Linked DNA regions of Mus musculus: region 1 is linked to region 2. A link is a contact called in public HiChIP or PLAC-seq data. All regions are on one chromosome and are shown on one strand. The core of a region is the stretch at or near the end of the contact, and the rest is flanking DNA. Distances in the headings are between cores, read along the strand shown.

Region 1 (6,631 bases), core at 2,423-4,922, 390 kb before region 2:
AGTAGAAATTAATGAAATGGAGACAAAAGAATAACATTGGTTCTTTGAAAACATAAATAAAGGTACAAAGCCCTAACAAAACTAATCAAAAGAAAAAGAGAAGGTCCCTAAATTAGAAATGAAAGAAGGAAGGATACTGTGTATTTTTTCTTCCTTCCTCCCTTCCTTCCTTCCTTCCTTCCTTCCTTCCTTCCTTCCTTCCTTCCTTCCTTCCTCCCTCCCTCCTCCCCTCTTTCTTTTTTATTCCCATTGCATCTGACTCAATGCCTCCCTTCCTGTCACTCCCTACCACAATACTTCCCTCATTCCCCCTTCTCCTCTGAGCAGGTGGGGACCCCCTGGGTATCCCCACAGCCTGACACTTCAAGAATCTGTGACACTAGGTGCTTCCTTTCCCACTGAGGCCAGACAAGGCAGTGCAGCTAGAAGAATATATCCTACATATAGGCAACAGCTTTTAAAATAGCCCCTGATCCACTTGTTCAGTGGGGACCAAGCTGCACATCTTCTACATATGAGAGGGGAGGACTAGGTCTAGCCCATGTATGTGCTTTGGTTGGTGGTTCAGTCTCTGAGAGCCCCAAAGTGTCCAGGCTTGTTGATTTTGTTGGTATTCCTGTGGAGTTCCTATCCCCTTAGGGGCTGCAATCCTTCCTCCTATTCTTCCACAAGAGTTCCCAAGCTCTATTCACTGTGGGTAGAAGAACCTTTCTGAGGAAGAGCCTTTCAGAGGACAGCCATCCTAGACTCATGTCTATAAGGATAACAGAGTATCACTGATAGTATCAGGAATTGGTGCTTGCCAATGGACTGGGTCTCAAGTTAGGGTGGTTATTGGTTGGCCATTCCTTCGGTCTCTACTCCATCCTCAATTCCTAAGTTTCTTGTAGACAGGATAAATTTTATGGGTAGGTTGGTGTCCCTATCACTCCACTGGAGTTCCTGCCTGGCCACAGGAGGCAGACTCCTCAAGCTCCAAATCCTTAATGCTATGAGTCAGAGATAAGGACACCTCCATTGTTTCTTGGATGCTTCCCCTATCTCAGACTCCATGATGCCTTTGTTTTTCATAGATGAATAGACACTATATATTTCAATGAAATACAGAGACCCAGTTAAGATTAATTTAAAACCTTTATCCAAGGCATTGGGAAACCTAGAAGAAAGGGATAAATACCCAGGCACATATAGCTTATCAAAACAAAGTTAAAAAGTATGATCAACTTAAAGCAACAAGATTGAAATAATAATAACCTTCCCCAAGATACAAATCCAACAATAGACCATTCCACTGCTAGCTCTTCTAAGATTTAACTGCACTCGTGGCTCAGGTCTCTCAGGGTCCTGGTTCTTTTGTTTGCTCTATAGTGATGGCTCTTTCTTCATCTCTTTGCTGACTCCTCCCCCATTCCCAATTATTGACTATTGGGTTAGCCTAGTTCCTGTCCTTAGTTCTCTCCATTCACAGATCAACATCCACTCCGTGGGTTTTAATACTACTTCTAGCCAGTCATTTTCAGGTCAATGCCTCTCCATACTAAAGTCCAGTTGCCTAGCCTACTCAATGCTATGATCTCTGTGTCTGCTTCAGCAATGATCTATGCTCTAGAAGGATGGTGGAAAGTCCACTCTTGTTATTGTCATCATTTATGCCTCTCATTCTTATAACCCAAGCCTATATATTATTAGTAAATCCTGCAGTTCAATGGTAAAGTACTTCCTTACCTCCTTCACTGTGACCACTTTTTCTATTATACAGATGACCTCTTAACATGCCCTATAATTTATTTGTGTGGCATGCCTATTATTTATACAACTGTCGACATTTTAAGAGTGCAAACTCCATGTGGTAGAACTCTTGTTCATTTCATTATCTATCTTAAGCTCCTACATCAGTGTCTGGCTCATAGCGGGTATTCAGTAAACATTGTTCTTACTGATTTATTTGATAAATGTAAATTGAATATTTAAATTCACTAGGCATTGGACATATATGAATAAATCATGCCTCTGTCTTCATTGAATGTATATTTAGTGAAGAGGGAGAGAAAATTAATAAGCAAACTAACAAATAAGACACTCTCAGATATAAGTATCTGAAAAAAGTAATATGAAGTTATTTAAGGGAAGAATGAAAACAGGGCTGATGGAAGTTGCTCTGGAGGACAGAGAGGACAAGTGTGGATGAGTGGTCATGGCATGTATGTTGTGGTAAAGTGTTTGAATGCTACCCTGTGTGTGACAATATGACTGGTGGAAGATGCAGAGAATGGCTTAAGGAAGGAAAAAAGAAAGGAAACTAGAGAGTGATTAAGAATATATTGTGTTTAATAGCTAAGTAGTATTCCATTTTGTAAATGTACCACATTTTCTGTATCCATTCCTCTGTTCAGGGACAGCTGGGTTCTTAGGCAAATGGATGTACCTGGAGGATATCATCCTGAGTGAGGTAACCCAATCACAAAAGAACACACATGATATGCACTCACTAAGTGGATATTCACCCAGAAACTTAGAATACCCAAGATACAATTTGCAAAACACAAGAAAATCAAGAAGAAGGAAGACCAAAGTGTGGATACTTCATTCCTCCTTAGAATAGGGAATAAAATACCCATGGAAGGAGTTACAGAGAAAAAGTTTGGATCTAAGATGAAAGGATGGACCATCCAGAGACTGCCTCACCCGGAGATCCATCCCATAATCAGCCACCAAATGCAGACACTATTGCATATGCCAGCAAGATTTTGCTGAAAGGACCCTGATATAGCTGTCTCCTGTGAGGCTATTCCAGTGCCTGGCAAATACAGAAGTGGATGCTCACAGTCATCTATTGGATGGAACACAGGACCCCCAATGGAGGAGCTAGAGGAAGTACCCAAGGAGCTGAAGGGATCTGCAACCCTATAGGTGGAACAACAATATGAACTAACCAGTAAGCCCAGAGCTCATGTCTCTAGCTGCACATGTAGCAGAAGATGGCCTAGTCAGCCATCATTGGGAAGAGAAGCCCCTTGGTCTTGCAAACTTCATATGCCCCAGTACAGGGGAATGCCAGGGCCAAGAAGTGGGAGTGGGTAGGTAAGGGAGCAGGGCCGGGGGAGGGTATAGGGAACTTTTGGGATAGCATTTGAAATGTAAATGAAGAAAATATCTAATAAAAAGTTGAAAAATAAAAAAAGAAAAAGAAATAATGGCATGGCAAAAAAATAAAAAAAGAAGAAAGAAAAAAAAAGAATATATTGTGATTGCCTGGAGGTGGTGTCACATGCCTTTGATCCCAGTACTTGGGAGGCAGAGACAGGCAGATCTCTGAGTTCAAGACCAGCCTGGTCTACAAAGTTCCAGGACAGCTAAGGCTACACAGAGAAGCTCTATTTCAAGGGGGAAAAGATTGCAAGATGACAGACTTTTACTTTGGGGAGCAATAGGATGGTTTAGACATTTATAGGAAAGGCACGATCTATCTCAAAAATTCCCACTGGACAAATTACAATAAACATGCACTTAAGAACAATGATGGGCTTGTTTTTAAAAAGAAAAATCACTGAGACAAAAATAATTAATTGGGACTTGAAATCAGAACACTAAAAAAATTTAGAAGCTAAGATTATCCTGAAGACGGAAGTCAGAGCAGGAAGTGTTAGTTACAGGAAGTACAGTCGTTCACCACACAAAAGGCAGGCCATGAGTCAGCACAATGTGGCTGTACTAAGATCGCAACCCTATAGAATAAGGAGACCTTCAGTGAGGCCAGGGAAGCTTGACCCTGGCCCTCCCTAGCAGGAGAGCCAGGAAAAAGAACCACTCGCCTGTCCCAGTGGGAGTCATCACAGAATAGACGCAATCTGACTGTTAGAGGCTTTCTGCGGTAAATAACAGTCTGCCTAAAATTCCTAACAAAATACTTTCAAATGAATCTATTTGCTACAGAGTTGGGAGATCCACAAGAACAGTAAAAAGCATAAAGAATTAAAAATAAATAAATTAAAAAACCAATGCATTTAGAAATATTTAAAGAAATTTCTTACTTTTTTTTTTTTTTTTTCAAGACAGGGTTTCTCTGAGTAGCCCTGGCTGTCCTGGAACTCACTTTGTAGACCAGGCTGGCCTCGAACTCAGAAATCTGCCTGCCTCTGCCTCCCAAGTGCTGGGATTAAAGGCGTGCGCCACCACTGCCTGGCTTAAAGAAATATGTAAAGTGACAAAATATAGTATCTTAGAATCAACCTAAAGAAAACACAGACCATTATTATAGAGTTCAGAGTCTTGGTGAAGATACTCATTTTGATGCTATGGTTGGATATTCAAAGGTTGATCATAAATTAAAAAAAGGAATATAATTTATAGCATCACAGAAAATATTAGAAAAAAAATAAGAAATTAAACTCAATGAAGAAAATCCAAATGAAACATTCACAAATAAAAGAAGAATATTTAATAGTAAAAATACAAACATAACGAAGTATATACGATATTAACAACAAATCAAAACACTATAAACCAAATAATGTTGGTGTTCAGCTCTATGAATGTCCACAAAAGAAACACCCATGTGCACAGAAAACAAAATATGAGAAATAAACAAGGCTAGAAAGTTGATCTGTGCAGACTCCAACCAAAATAAACAATAGCCATATTAACTCCAAATCACAGGGTGCTGAATACTGTGCAGCATCCTGTAAAATATTTGTAATTTTTAAATCAGAAAGGAGAAAGCAATCCTTCATTGATTTATTTTGTTCATTTCTTTATTTTATATGAGTACACTGTAGTTGTCTTCAGACACACCAGAAGAGGATGTCAGATCCTATTATAGATGTTTGTGAGCTACCATGTGGTTTCTGGGAACTAAATTCAAGACCTCTGGAAGAGCAGTTAGTGCTCTTAACCACTGAGCCATCTCTCAAGCCTTGAGAGGCAATTCTAAAGTCCATTGTATCAAGTGACATAACTTTGAAATACACGGAATTGAAAGAATAATTAGTAAATACACCATTTGGCCAGGAGATTTAATATATTCACCTAAGTAATTAAAAAGCAAAATTTAATGCTCGTAGTTTTTACTCTAAAATCACACACACACACACACACACTTAATTTGCTGTGATTAGAGAACAGTGTATGTTGGGGATTGTTTTTGGTGCGCTATGTATCCAAATGCTAAATTCTATACCCCAAGACCTGGTTGCCCCAAGACACGTGAATTCCCCCACACACCAGGTTTTGTTGTTAAAAACCTTGCTCCTGAAACTCATTGGTCAATAAAAGGCTAAAGCATGTGATTGTGCACTAAATAGAGGTAGGCAGGCTTTCAGTTTCCTGGCTGTGAGTAGCAGGTAGAGAGGAAAGGAGAAGAGAGAGGAGAAGAGGAAGAAGGAAGCAGCCATGAGAGGAGACAGACCATGAGCACGTGGCCAGGAGAAACAGCAAGTTATGAGGGCTGAGATGTAAGTCAGAATAGCTCCAAAATCATCTAGGCGTACAACTTAGATAAATAAAACACCCGGATTCTGTGTCTTTTTTTTACCAGCTAGCTAGAATTTATGATTTTTTTTTGTTTTGTCTCACATACAAAGCATTTATAGAAACTGATCAAATGTTGACCACAAAGCATCAATGACTTTCAAAACACATCCCATCTGCAGCTACTAAAATACAATTTAGTTTAAACAATAACAACAAAAAAAGAGTACAACTCTTTAAAAATTATGCCTTCACATTTAAAATGGACTTCTCTGAACTACTCGAAGATCCAAGAAAAATCAAGTATAAACTGTAAAATACAATTAAATCAACTGCATTGCCAACTTTAAAGTTTATAAAAGTAGAAATGCTGAAATTTAATATTACACAAATTTAATATCACAAGCATCCGAATTAAAAAGTCTTTTTTTTTAAATTAAGAGTATATGCAGTTTCAGGAAAATTTTAATAGAAATTTATCATTAGGTATTAAGTTTATGGTCTGTAATGTGCACAGTGGGGAAGGGCTCTTGTTGCCAAACCAGAAGACATATGTTTCCATCCACGGTGCCCTTATGATATAAAGAAAGAACTGACTCTGTAAGTTGTCCTCTAACCTCCACATGTGAGCCCACACAAATAAAATGATAAATAACTGTAAGTGAAATACAAGAGAAAAGACAAAGAGAAGGCTTGTTAAAACTAGTCAAGTAGATAAATTTGTGAAAAGATTGGCCAAAAAGAGTACAGCTAAGTAACACTACAAGTGAAAATGAAGTTATAAAGTCATAAGCAGAAAATAAATAGGAATGCCCTGAACAAACATTAAGTCAATAATTTAAAACTTAAATGAAATGAAAAATTCCATTAAACACACAAGACTTTATAGCCCAACTGTTATACAGAGACTTCAAAACAGGAGACATTTCTCAACTCGTTTGTATGAGAGTGTTAATAACTACAGTATTAACATCATTCAATCCGCTGAAAGAAAGGGAAGTACAGGCCAGTCTCACTCAAAAACATACAGACACGAACTATGAACAAATACTAAAAACCGAACCCAGATTTATAGTTTTTCATGTGGCACATCTTGACTAAGTCAGATGTATCCCAGTAATACCAACTTAGAGTTACTCTTATAATTCATCACAATAAAGAAACA
Region 2 (7,381 bases), core at 4,860-7,359:
GCTGCTTAAGCCTCTAGGATTAGACTGCAGGGGTTCTCTTGGATGAGAGGCTGGGCTGTTGCCCTCTTCCACACAGGGAACAGGACCTTTTTTCACCTAGAGCAGTATTCACCTAAGTAAGACAGAACCAAACAGTCAGGAAGAGATAGATCAATTTCTTCTAGAATGGCTGAGAGAACAGGCAGAGGTTTTGACTTCCTCTGAGTGCCCTGGCCAAGACAAATGTAATTTAGAGTCAATACCACAAGAGCACAGGTTGTAAGCCAGAATGGAAGTACTTTTTACAAGAGAACGATTGTTTACTACAGGGAAACTGGTGGCTGCAACACTTGGGAGCTGCTGGTGTAATCATAGCAAAAGGCAGTAGCCAGCTGCTGTGCAGCCACTTTCACCCCTGGAAAGCAGGATATTGCAGCATGGGTGGTCAGCCCACTGTGGCCTGTGAGCCTTCAGGAAGTCATGTGCTGTCTCAGAGATAGTAATGGCTACAGTCTTGCAATGACTCACTACTTCCCCATTTTAGATCTGTTTCTCCAACCAATATAACTGACAAAAACACACAAAGTGAAATAGACACACATCTCTCATACTGAGAGACACATAGTAAAGTCAGCCAGGGGTGGCTACCATACACTCATGTATCTGAACAGGCCAGGTGAGTTCTGTGATGCAGAATCTATGCTCCTGTATGTCTTCTCCTCTTGTGTCCTACCTAGATGTCACCTCCTGCAGATGACACTTAACCTTTGGAGTCATCCGAATCAGATGACTTTTGTCTTTTGGGGAACTGGATTCAGATGCTTCTAGAGTACTAGACAGTGATTGTTGGGAGAGGTTTTCCCCAGCGCCTGGGATAAATCAAGGTACATACCCTCTAGGACTCCTCTATAGCCAGAGTATTCCTTCCTACTCCTGTGGGTACCATCAGTTTTGGGATCCAGTCTCTAAGGCTCTCACTGGGGCATGGGCACAACCTGAACCTCTAAAATGCTTCAGGGAGTCCACCAGTTATGTCATAGCCCACAGTCAGTTAAAAGTCAATTCCTGTTAGTTGGGAGTACACTTAGATATTCTGTACCTAAATGTAGTATCGGACATTTAGATCAAAGTGCTTTTAAAGGCAAAACCCTATCCTGTATCTCATCTGGCAGTTATAGGTGGATATTTTGTGCAAGCAAGCAGTTTGGCAGAAGCTATAATACACAATAAACTGGAGTTTTAATAAAACAATAAATAACGTTTTGCTCAAGCAGGTAGTGTAACAGAAGCCCAGATAAATTAGCTGGGGCATCTTGACCTTAGTTTTTTAGAATCATTTAAGTAATTTTCCACAGGTTTCTCCATCAAAGAGATCAAATTATAGTTAAATCTGAAATGGACTCAGCAAGAATACAAGGTAGAGGAAACTCTGTACTATCTTGCCCTTTTATAGTAGGAAAGGCCTGTATTGAGGCAGCCTAATGAAACTCCTTATTCAAATATATTTTTCTTGCTTTCTGTTTTCTGTAAGATCAGTTCTAGAAGTGTTTAACAATTGCCTTGCCATTGAATTTTAAAATCCTAGGAAAGTTAACACATTGGTCCAGTTGCATGAATGCAAACTTGAATTAGAAAATGCATTTATTAATTAGGGCATACTTAACATTTTTCTAGATACCTTCTAATTTGTTAGTTTGTATAAAATCAATAACCAATTACTTTGATATCTGTTATGGTGTGTAGTAATAGTTAAATTTGATAATTAGTTTGTCATAGATTTTAAAATATAATAATATAATAATTTTTAATTTTCATTATTATCAAGTTTGTCATTTCTGTTAATAATTATGCATTATAAAATGGTAAATGCAAGTAATTATAGGTTTCAAATTTTATAAGCTATTTTTAAAGTAACAATTCTTTAATAGAAAATACATTTTACAAATTATATATACTTTCTGATTCATTACTTCTTGGAATTTTGAAGGACTCATAATTTTTTTAATTGAGTATGAAGGTTCCAGTGAGTTTGATTTATAGTGATAGATGTTTTGTAATATTAATGATATGCTTGAAAACATTTATCTTGGATTTTTTGTATGAACTTTGAAACTTTAGATTCAAAATTCTTTTAATATTGAATGAATGTATTCAATTATCAACTAAAAAACATGAATGAGATTAGTTACCATTGTTAACAAATGGCAGTTAATACCCTGCAAATAGTTTCTATTTGAATTTTTTAGATACAACAAAAAAGATATTAACTCCCTATAGTGTTTCAGTTAATGGATGTCTTTTCATTTTTATTAAGTTTTGCACACCCATTATTAATACTGTCTTAAGGAACCAAAAAAAAAAAAAAACCAAACCAACTTTTCTTAAGACAAAATGGTGTTAGTCATCCAAAGTTTTAATAAAATTCTTACTTGTATTTTTTTTTTTTAGACTGTATTTATAGATTGTCACTTGATGAATCAGTCTTGTCTAAACAGGGAGAACTTGTAGTGAAATTTCAAGTGTATGATTCATTGACCTTAATATTATTGTCTATGTTTAAATGAATATTTTCTAATACTCTTTGACGCCATGCTTACTTTTAGGAAGCTCTTCTCTAAGTCTGTTTTCGTGTGCTCTCTCCTGCCTATTCAGATTTTATTATTATAGAAATATAATAACTACGATTAACTAAATTACAACATTGTAGGCTGCAAACCTCTCTGGAAATAGGATATGTATATAGTAAGGGTTTGCTGTGGTCATGGCAGATAGCCTGTAGAGTTGGTGTAGCTCAGTGCTAAGTTCCATTACTATTAAAATAAGACCATAACTTAGTATCTTTTGTTAAATATTAGTAAAATAAATTTTTCCTATAGTAAGACATAGTTATGTGCAGGACTGTAGAAGCTCATTATTTTGGAGAATTTTGTGGATCATTGACGCTATCTAGGAAATGTTTTAGAGCCTCAGTATGGCCTTTCTGTTAATCACTCTCCAAGCTGTGTACTTACTTCTAACAGTCTGTAGAGCTCTATTGCTCAGGACTCATCATGAAGTCCTGTGTCATGTGCCCTAAGTTTGCTCAGAGTACAGTTCACAGAAGGTAACTTCTAGTGATAGGCTGTCCCCACCAGCTCAGCAAGTTCTTTCTACAACTATCCATGCCATCCACCTCCACGGGAAACCCAGCAACACCTTCTGCTACTTTCCTTTCATAATTTTCTGAATTTTTTTCCTTTCTTTTTTATAACTTTGTGAGCATGTTTGAGTGTAGATAGTGTATCTGTGTTTAAATGGGTCAGTTCCTGGAAGGTGTGGACATGGGTTGGTTCTTGGAAGCAAGAGATCAACATCAAATGGCCTCTCCTATTTTTTTCCACCTTAATTTTTGAGACAATATTGCTTCACTGAACTTGGTGCTTGTTGATTTGGCTAGACTTAGTGAGTAAGGAGGACCAGGATCTCTGTCATTTGAATTGGAGTTGCAGACATGATAGCCATATTAGCTTTCTATAATATTATATTCTATAATATCTATAAAACCTCAGGTGTTTACGTGTATTTGCGGAAAGGGCTGTGCCCACTGCACCATTTGATTCTCTGCTATTTAAAATATGCACTCAGAAGGCAGAGGCAGGTGGATCTCTGATTTCCGGGACTGCTAGTCCACGGTACCAGGACAGTCAGGGCTACACAGAGAAACCCTGTTTCAAACAACAACAAAACAAAAACCAAAACAAACAAAAGAGCAAATGTGGTACTGAATGTAACATGAAGATTTCATGAAACTTTTCTCAGTATCTTGATGACATACATAACCTCTATTCTCTGAGACAAGTTGATCTGACTTAAAACAATGCCCAAAAAATATTTTCTTTCCAAAGAGTTTTTATTATTTAAAAATAACAATTTTAAGATAGAGAAATTAATCAGACCATTATTTGATCTTTAAAATGTAGATAAATTCAAGATAATAAAGAAGATTAAACTGTCTCCTCACAGTTTGCTTTAAAATACTGTGTATCGGCACATGACTACATTTTAACCATAATATTTTTAATCATGCTTTCTGAGGATATTAAAGTTAATAAAACATTTAATTGCTTTTTCTAATCTTAGTTTGAATCAAAGCCTCTCCCCTATACACTAGTAGAAACCTAAAAAGTAAATACCACTTCTCTGACAGGTCTTTCTTGAGTGTGCAGTGTTTTTCAGTGTTCCGACTTAGCCTGCGGTGATACTTTCAAATTCAGTGCTTTCAAATGTAAGCTAAAGGCACATTTGAGTAACTATTCTTATCTGTAGTGTTTGTCTATCTACTTTAACCTAGTTTAAATATTTTTATTCTTTTCGAAACAGATAGATCTTGGTGCATAAAAAATTTCTATAGAAACTTATTATAAATCTTCACTTAGCATGATTTCAACAGTTCATGGATCAAACAAATAAATATCATTATCTCAACATGAGTGTAGTTAAAGCAAAAAGAATATCTTGAGTTTACTTATCCTATTTTGAAATTTAAGTTACAGTTATATGATTATTGTCATAATAACTTAGATACATATATGTTAGAAATTATTACTTGAAAATACTGGGGATTTGTATAATCATTCCAGCTAACACAAATTGAGAACATTTTTTTCTTCAAATGAGCATATTACTTCATTTTTAATTTTTCCCCTTATTGAAAATAGAATCTTTTCTCACGTAATATTTCCTGATTATGGCTTCTCTCCTTCTTCTTCTCCTAGTTCCTTCCTACCTCCCCTCTAGATCTACTCCTTTTCTGTCTCTCAAAAAGAAAGACTGGCTTCTCTGTGATCATAAGGAAATGTAATAAAACATAAAACAAAAACTAGTATATCGGAGTTGTTCAAAACCAACAGGGAAAAGAAAGAGCTCAAGGAGAGAGCACAAGAATCAGAGACCCACTCGTTCCCACACTCAGGAATCACATAGGAGCACTGAACTGGAAGCCATAATGCATGTGTACAGACCGGACTTGATACAAAAGCTTGCAGCTCTGTGCATGCTGCCTTGGTCTCTAGTCTCTGTGAGTTCATATGACCTTCGATCCTGTTGATTTAGAGAGCCTTATTTCTTGGTGTCCTGCATCTCCTCTGGCTCTTACACTTTCTATCTTCTCTTCTGAGGGATATCCTGAGCGCTGAGTGGAGAGATTTGATTGAGACATTCCACGGGGCTGAGTGTTCCAAGGTCTCTCACTCTCCGTGCCACCATTTTCTCTTCCAGGGAGGACTCCACTGGAGATGAGAGTTTGTGCTGGGTTGGTATTTACATATGTCCTTTGGTAGTGTGCAGAGAACCTTCCTATATCAAAGACCTATAAAGTAGGGGTGAAGGTACTGTGTGGACACACCAGATCAATTTCTCCTTGTTCAATGAGGAGAACCTCCTTGTGTTTGTGTTGTCTTCAGCAATATAGCCTTGCTGTCAGTCTGCAGATCAACCACCTATTCCCTTGAAGACAACCTGAGTTGTTTGCGGATTTCCATGGGACCCCTTTGGCCAACAACACAGTTAGATGTAATTCTGCCCCAGTACTGATAACTTCATTTAGTGACAATAGAAGAGCCAAACTACTTTGTGTTACTTATTTTACGAAGTTGCTTACCAAGTAATAATAGTAAAAATAATAATAATAATAATAATACGTAAATTTCACACATTTGTAGCTACAAGAATTGGTGAGTTGATGTTAAAGATATAAACTAGAGTATATTGTAAATTATTGTATAACATTGATTGTTATACTGTATATTTGTGTATAATTCATATACATATTTAAATTATATAAGCTGAGTTAAAATCGCCATGTCCCTTTGTATACTAGGTTTTGAAATACCTTTAAAATCGAAATTATATTCTGAAAATTGTCTTACGCTGTTAAATTACTTTTCAAACAAAAGGAAATTTAGTATTCTAAAACACAATTGAGTATTTGTGTTATATTAACACTTAAAGCCTTTTTGTGTGTGTGCATGCAGGGTATGTGTGTGTGTTTCTATCTGTCTATGTGAGTGAAAATCAGTCTGTACAGTCTTGTTGCACTTATTGTTGGTTGTTTGACAGCTTGATTCCCAAATTACGAGGACACCTAAAAACATATTAAACTCTCTTGCACCCTCTGTTGATATTTTAGAGGAACACTACACATACGTTCCAAGATTATATTGTCATTGCACTTACTTCCTTCCCTTTGAAATTAATGCTTACTTTACTACATTTAAAAGCAAATTAGTAATAGAATGACATTTGCTTGTAGTTTTTATTTGGGGTTTTCTCATCTTTAGATGCGCTCTTAGCATGTCACAGTTTAAATGAAGGATGAGTTTCTGTTGTCTGTCTGTTTTCTCCTGGTTATCAGTGGTAACGCCTCCAAATGTCTCACATTAATAAAGATTCCTACAGTACATAGCATCCTTTATGTACAGTTTTCTAGGAATACAAACTCTGGTGTGTGTGTGTGTGTGTGTGTGTGTGTGTGTGTGTGTGTGTGTGTGTGTAAACCTTTCAACAGTCGTTTACTCCAGAATAAGAATTTAAAACATCTATACTAAAATTGAGAACTTGTTCCTGTCATAAACATTTGCTGTAATAATTTCAACTGTAGGCTTGAAAGGACAAAGCTGTTTTTCCCACTTCAAAACTTTATTGACTTTTCCCTGTGTAACAAATTCTGAAAATTTTCACAGATATTGCTAGTGAAACAGTTTCACTCCTTATGTGGTATATTTTTGAGAAGGAAAATCTGCTTTTTTGTTTCCTTATTACAGTCTTTTGCACCTTGGAAATTACAGTTAATGTGGCATTTTCTCAGGTGACAATTACAAACTATGGAAAATATACAAAATGTGTGCAACATCTTATAATAAAATATGGCTATTGAGAAAAGCGCTAGACATGGTATTGTGGTGACTAAACCTAGCAGAGGAAGGCGTCTCATCTGCATAGCCAGTTTTAGGTCCTCTGAGCTCTACAGTGAGACACTCAAAAATAAACCAACAAACAAAGCAAATAAAATCCCCACAGCTTTTCTTATTTGAATGATTTTTAAATACTTGTTCTTATGGAATCCAGCTGAAATGAGCAAGAGTTATGTAGGTGAGATTTACCTCACTAATTGCAATCTTTAGTCCTAAAGATGAGGAAGCATCTGATGTCAGGGTATAGCAGTAATGCTTGCTCTGTGCTGGTGCTGGAATGACACACACGAAGTGTCTGCAAGCTTTTAAAGAGCATGGAATACAGGAAAATTAGGTTTAGTGACTGAGATACTATTTCTTTTATCATTTCAGATTATGATAATCCTACTAATTTTAATTGAAATAAGATATTATATGTGTAATCTCACCCTTGTTGTAAAAGAATTAGCTTA

The links. HiChIP or PLAC-seq counts read pairs in DNA pulled down with a chosen protein or histone mark.
Region 1: an H3K4me3 HiChIP or PLAC-seq map of bone marrow-derived macrophages shows a contact between it and region 2, with 8 times the contacts expected there. The contact joins two enhancer-like sites. A contact is called at or near these places in 1 of 15 datasets of contacts at CTCF or cohesin (large pre-B cells), 2 of 484 Hi-C or Micro-C datasets (bone marrow-derived macrophages and neural progenitor cells) and 6 of 115 datasets of contacts at active chromatin or transcription factors (the 230-238 cell line, CD8 T cells, acute myeloid leukemia and 3 more).

The regions. Positions count from the first base shown.
Region 1 is chr17:51,379,807-51,386,437 of GRCm38.p6, reverse strand. No RefSeq gene overlaps it. Among named protein-coding and RNA genes, the nearest start is that of C330011F03Rik, 65 kb to the left of the region's middle. Within about 2 kb of position 3,672, at least 28 of the 459 cell types and tissues checked have an H3K27ac peak or open chromatin away from gene starts, as enhancers often do. A contact at or near this core is called in bone marrow-derived macrophages, where this site is marked.
Region 2 is chr17:50,986,874-50,994,254 of GRCm38.p6, reverse strand. All of the region lies in intron 3 of Tbc1d5 (TBC1 domain family, member 5), which reads left to right. Among named protein-coding and RNA genes, the nearest start is that of Gm31083, 110 kb to the right of the region's middle. Within about 2 kb of position 6,109, at least 2 of the 459 cell types and tissues checked have an H3K27ac peak or open chromatin away from gene starts, as enhancers often do. A contact at or near this core is called in bone marrow-derived macrophages, where this site is marked.